Linked DNA regions of Zea mays: region 1 is linked to region 2. A link is a contact called in public Hi-C data. All regions are on one chromosome and are shown on one strand. Each heading gives the region's core, a stretch centred on a gene start, on an enhancer-like site or on the middle of the called end of the contact. The rest is flanking DNA. Distances are from core to core; before and after follow the strand shown.

Region 1 (3,099 bases), core at 109-2,608, 110 kb after region 2:
AAAATCAATTTATTTTGGATGAAGTGATGTATTATAAGCTTATGTTAGCATGTACTCTAAGTGAAGTGACCTCAGCTACTATACTAGTACTAATTAATAGCTTGTGAGAAATGGTGTACTAATAAATTAACTTATTCGACTCTACAAATTAAGTAAAAAAATAGAGGATGAGATGATAATAGACCACAGCGTTCCACCGACCAAACACCCCAAAGTCTTCCGGCTCCGGATCTTCTTCTAGAGTTTATTTGAACTTTCATACTTACCAACATACAAATAGGCTAAATAATGACATGTGTTGGTAGAAATAGACTTAAGAGTTTGTGTTGGTTAATTTTGACGTAATGGCTGTGGTTTATATTTTATGGACATCCACATATTTTTTTTTCTCTGGTTATGGTAACTTTTAGACCTTGAAATTGAATACGGTTTTTTTACGTTGCCTAAATATTAAGATAATAAATGCTTAATATTAAATAGTTCCTAAACATATAAAAGAAGTCTGAGTTCGAAGATACTATAACAGAGCACACAGGTGCGACGTGCGCCCTTTTTGCGATACAAAGTGGTTTAATTTTTGTACAAGCTTAGAGTTTAATTGGATCACTGAGCTTAAAAATAGTTCGCTTTACAAAAATACATTAGTTGTAAACTAATTATAGGTTAATAAGATCTAATAGATTGTAACTATTATTTAGCCACCATTACCTTTTAGTAGTTTAGAATTAGACTATATTTAGCTTTTCTAGTTAGTATTAGAGATATAAGCTAATGGTTAGTCTGAGGTATCAAACATACCGTTAGAAGTTAGCTGTTCCGTCTCGTCGTGTAGAATTAGAGCAAGTTTAATAATAGAGCTTATTATTGACTTTAACTCTTTAACATGTTATATATAGCGAATAATAAATACACTCATATAATAAAATTAACTCTAAAGTTAGCTCTTAGATAATTTTTTTGTCCCTTTCTCTTTCATCCTTTTGTTTTGAAGCACGTGAGCTCTTGCATAATAGTCAACTCACTCTACTTTTTTATTGTCTATCTATTCCACATAAACAAAAATGTTATGTAAGCATATTTATAGCCTATTATTGTACTTGCTCTTATATTCTTAGCCTCCTCGGCGTGCATGACTGTATCAGGACACTTGTACCGATCAAAGTTCTACGTGGGCTAATGCTCGTAATACCCGTGCCGTTCAAGGACGAAAAGCAGGAAAGACATCTTAAACAATAAGAATCTAAAGCAGTGAAAGTTTTTATTTGATTTGATTGACAGGGCGTCGCCACGTGTTTTTTTTAATTTAAAACACGAATACCAAATCACATTCATGTTCACGTGAACGGCCGTGCAGCCGTGGATTTGCGTTGATTCAGTCCAGCAAGGATCGTCTTCCTAAATCCAAAGATGGTGTGCTAAGAAAAAGGCGGTAGAAAAGGGGCGCAGAAACAGCAGAGCAGGGGAGCGCGAAACCGAGACAGGGACAGCGAGACGCTGACAGGCAGGATAAGCGTCGCGAAACGCGACCGGCCTCGTGCCCTACCCCTCGTCCCGTCCCTTCCATCACGTATTCACGGGCACGAGCTCGAGCCCTCGTACCCTCCTTCCCTTCCTCGCGCGCGGTCCTCCGATCGAACTGCCGGACCCGAGCGGAGGAGAGCAGGGCCCTCCCGAGGGCCCTCCCGCGCGGCGACCCCGTGGCGTTCCTGCGAGGCTGCTGCTCGTTCGGGTCGGCGGGGCGGAAGCGGCCCAAGGCCTCGCCCTTGCCCTCCCCACCGCGCCTGTCCGCCGCTGCAGCGGCAGCGGACGACGGGGCCAAGATGAAGGGCCTCTTCAAGACCAAGCCGCGGACGCCCGTCGACATCGTGCGGCAGACGCGTGAGTGCCTCGTCCACCTCGACCTCCACTCGGGCTCCCGGAGCGGCGACGCCAAGCGCGACGAGAAGGTGAGATCGGGTCTGACCCTCTGTCTAGGGATTTCGTGGCTTCGATTCCCCATTTGTGCCCGATGGTTCAACCCCGATTGCGCGTGAACTTTACCTAATTTGTGATGCATGACACAATCTCGTGATGGAAATGGTGCTGGCACAGCCAGAGTGCCCTAGTTTCCTTGATGTCATTCATGATCAAATTGTAGCAAGTATGAAGTGAATATCGCATGGAACTCCTAGAAATATGTTTTTAGGTGTATCAGCAGAACTGAGCTAGATAGGTATGATATTAGTTGGCGCGAATATACGCATCTCGTAGTTTATCAACCATCAGCTTTTTATCAAAAGTTCATAACTCATTGCGGAGTTACCAGTGGGTATGAGCAGCTGCGGAAAATATCTTATGCAATCACTTATATTGGTGCAAGCGTGCAATCAAGCGATTTGGTGCATCTAATCTAGATCTAATGATGACTGTTAATTTACATTTAACCCCTTCAACCTCAAACATAGTACCTATTTTACTTTTAACCCCTTCCATATGAAACCGCATGTTACCACTAGACAGCTTCATGCTCTATATGTTATATGAACCTTTGGATACATGTAGAGGCTTGTGGCCATCTATTGGAAAAGAAAAAACAGATTGTAAATGCACAATGTCTTATATCCGTTAGAATGAGCTGTGCCTAAGGATGAGTTTATGCAGATGACGGAGCTAAGCAAAAATATCAGGGATATGAAGTCTATCCTTTACGGCAATGGTGAATCAGAGCCTGTAACTGAAGCATGTGTGCAACTGACCCAAGAATTCTTCAGGGAGAACACTTTACGGCTATTAATCATACATCTTCCAAAACTAAATTTGGAGGTATGTAATTTGACCTGTTTTTGTCTGTAGATTGACACTACTATTGGAATAACTTTTATTACATACATAATATATACTCCCTCCAGTCTTCAAATATTTGATGTTTAAGGGGTTTTCACTTTGGATGCAAATACTTGATGTTGAAGCATTTGAAGCTCATTTTGGACTAGTATACCCCTGATCTAGGTGGTCCATATATTCTTCCATACATGGCTTATTACTCCAGCCGCTTCGTTTTCCAGTCCAGCGCCCATCTCTGCCAAAGCCAACACTCGTCAAAAAACGCGGGGCCAGTGT
Region 2 (3,319 bases), core at 328-2,827:
GAGAGAGTCAAGTAAGAGTTTGTGATTATTACTCTTGGTGTTTGGCATCAGCTAGACGGTTTGGTGGCGATTAGAATACGCTGATCACCTGGAGAATAATGGGTGACATGGATCGAGAAGTGTACATGGTCATGAGCGGTTTAGTGTGCCAAAGCTATAAAAACCATCACATTGTGAGCACCTGGTCTTTGAACAAACCAAGGGGGAGTGACATAGTTGTGTGGGTGCTCCAATAAAGATTAATGGAGAGTGATAGCTTCTCGAGACCGCGTGAAAAACTTGAGGGGTCTTCTAAACTCTTGCTTTACTTTTCGGTATTATATGTGTGTAATTTACTCCGAGTATCTAAACTTTTAGAATTGTCACGATAGAATAGGGTTGGAATTAGGATGTAAAACTATTTTGAACATATTTGGAACTCGGTGAGGTTGGGCTTTTGATTAGGTTTTAATTACTACAAAAAAAAATAGTGAAGTCTAATTCACCCTCCTATTGATTATCGTGATCCTTTTAGAAGTCTTATATGGCCATTCTGCAAGGCATCTGGGCATCTCTAATGCAACATTGTCTGTTCCACGAGTTTTGGAGGAATGGTTGACTGAAAGACAGCTACCGACAACTTTTATTGAACAACAGTCGCGTCGAGCTGATCAGGGAATGAAAAATTAAGCAGACAAACACCGTTCTGACACATATTTTGAAGTGGGCGATCTAGTTTATTTGAAGTTACAACCAAACACCCAAACTTATGTGACAACACAGCTGAACCAGAAGTTGTCCTACAAATGCTTCTTTGGACCTTTAAAGATTAATCAAAAGATTGGACTGGTGGCTTATAAGCTTGATTTACCCTCCGACTCCAAGATTCATCCAATTATTCATGCTGAAACCGTGCAAGATCCTCGGTCACCACCAGGAGGAATCTGAGAGTGACTGAGTGGTTGCCAGTTGAGGCTAACGATTCTAGCATGATCACAATAGATTCCATGGTTCATTCTCATCTGAAGGTTCTGTGGACATGGAAAGAAGTTTATTCGCCTGTGTTGACAGTTCATGACCGCTCCAGTTTGGGGACAACCTAGATTTGAAGAGGTGATAGTAATTTTCACCGGCATGAGAATGCAGAGGAAGACACTGAAGAGGTGTACACGAGAAGAAGTGAAGACGCGCGGGAGCAAGGTTTTGAGGTGAAAGCGTTGAAGAGGTCTGGGCTTGCGTTTGTCCAATCTAGTTGGGCTTGGGCAGAATTAGGCCTGCGCGCCTGCGACTACGAGTCTCCCTATTTGGCTTCTTCTACCTCTGATACATCCTTTTCCAAATTGATTGAGCATAGTGTACAATCAAGCAAGGAACTGTGACATCCGGGCGGTCGTCGCCGTCGATCGAGCAGGGACGCTCCGGCGTTTTCTGCGGTTACGTTACGTGTGGCGGCGAGGCGTCGAGAGCCGAAAGGCGGTCGTCCCCGGTTGCATGGTCCGATGATTGGTGCGACGAAACGGCAATGCCATGTGCACCAGCCGCCCCCCGCGAGGACAGATGCGGCCGTGGTGCTGCGCTGTACCATCACTGCACAGGCACCGTGTTAGCGCTACGCGAGATAAGCGAGGGTCGTGTAGGCATGCCGTCGATGGTCCCAACTCCCAACTGTCCTGTCTGTGATCCAAAATGGCACGCAAAGCATCATCGATCATCAGAATCTACCTATCGACTATAGACCATAGAACGATCGTACAATCGTCTAGTGTTTCAGAGCGACATACCGCTACAACAAATTGAGATATGGTGCGACCCCAAAAAAAGTATCGTTTTCGTTTTCTGAAAAAAAAATAGATACTTCTAATTTTAACCCCAAGAAAAAACATACATAGTTCTTAATATTCATAACGTATGATTACTATAGACCATAGAATATTTTTTAATAAATATATTTTAAAAATGCAAATGTTGGTAATATTTTTTTTTTTTTGCATAAATCCAATTAAACTTATCTTGTTTCGGACCGGAGGAGTACACAGCGACAGCGTACGGGTCGTTAAGCGTTCCCATCTCCCTCCAATCAATCAATCAGGACTCAGGACAAAACGAGGCTACAATCCAAACAGGCCTTCAGCTCGCGCCGTCAGCATTTATTTGTTTCTTCCCCGCTTCGTCAAACGTTCAATCACGACGGCAGAACGGATCAGCCAGCATCGTACGGCCGTGTCAGCCATTCCTCCGTGCCCTGCAACAGGATAAGGGCTGACTTCACCCCCACAAGCTGCTGCTACGTGCCTGCCGATGCCAGGGCAAGGCCTATCGGTTGCCGTCAAATATGCTGTAGCACAACAGCGGTGGCAGCTCGGCAGCAGTGCCTGCCGTCTCACTCTGAGCTCTCAAGAAACATGGCGACAGTTCACATGGAAGCTATTGAACTATTAGATTGCTTTAATCCTTATTAGCTTCTACTGTTTTTATACCGTTTTGTCTTTACTAGGTGAGTGCCCGTGCGTTGCAACGGGAACATATAATACCATAATGACTTATGTACAAATGTGTGTTATATTATTGTGAGAAAATGTTTCGTAATCTATTTATGATCCTAGCCATACATAAATTTTGTTATTTTAATCTAGTTGTTTCACCACTACATTGCAACCATTAGTATCACACGGACTTCTATATATGATTTTAATAATGTCATGTCAATTGCATCATTTCAATGCTAAGACTGTCACAATAAATTACAAATATATACAAATCTTTAGAAAATATCCCAAGATCTTACAATTCAAACGGGAGGCAGAACCAGGGGAGGAAGCTTACCCCTTAAATTCTTCATAGTAGTAGAGATATATGCATGGACACGTAACTATATCCAGATAATAGATGAATTGGTAAAGGACTCAATAACATTGATGTGGGGATTTCTTATCCTCTTCTTGTCAAGCTTGATTGCGTAAGGTGGTGGCCTTTGGGATCTAGTACAGAAACGTGCCAATCTCCCCCTCGATCTGCCCCTAATGTTGACGGCAGGCAGCAGAGCCTCTGCCTCAAGCGTTGTGTGGCTATGGAGCTTCTTCATGAGCTGTTGGTTGAGCGTCCTGAGATGTACCACATCCTCCTTCAGCGACACAGTGTCGGCCTTCTTCTCTTGATACTTCCTAATAGTGGTGCGATTCCCCGAGGAGCACTTCATTTGAGGTCCCGTTGCTGCCGTTGCCTGGCGCTTGGCACCGACCCACCCAGCACCTGCTCCATATAGTTTTGAATCTTTTGATTAGTGTTTGGTTCGCTTGCTTAAACCACGAAAAGGATAGACTTAAAAAACAGAAAATAGCTA

Evidence for each region. A called contact is a pair of places that touch in the nucleus more often than the background predicts.
Region 1: a contact with region 2 is called in a Hi-C map of endosperm, with 3 times the contacts expected there. The contact joins the promoter of LOC103647787 here to the enhancer-like site in region 2. A contact is called at or near these places in 6 of 25 Hi-C or Micro-C datasets (ear, endosperm, leaf mesophyll and 3 more).

Annotation. Positions count from the first base shown.
Region 1 is chr2:214,965,014-214,968,112 of Zm-B73-REFERENCE-NAM-5.0, forward strand. It overlaps LOC103647787 (putative MO25-like protein At5g47540), which reads left to right and starts at 1,359. Exons shown (of 11, transcript XM_008672300.3): 1 at 1,359-1,946; 2 at 2,641-2,802. The coding sequence starts at 1,821.
Region 2 is chr2:214,856,429-214,859,747 of Zm-B73-REFERENCE-NAM-5.0, forward strand. No RefSeq gene overlaps it. Among protein-coding and RNA genes, the nearest start is that of LOC100284908, 13 kb to the right of the region's middle. Within about 2 kb of position 1,578, at least 17 of the 20 cell types and tissues checked have an H3K27ac peak or open chromatin away from gene starts, as enhancers often do. A contact at or near this core is called in ear, endosperm, leaf mesophyll and 2 more, where this site is marked.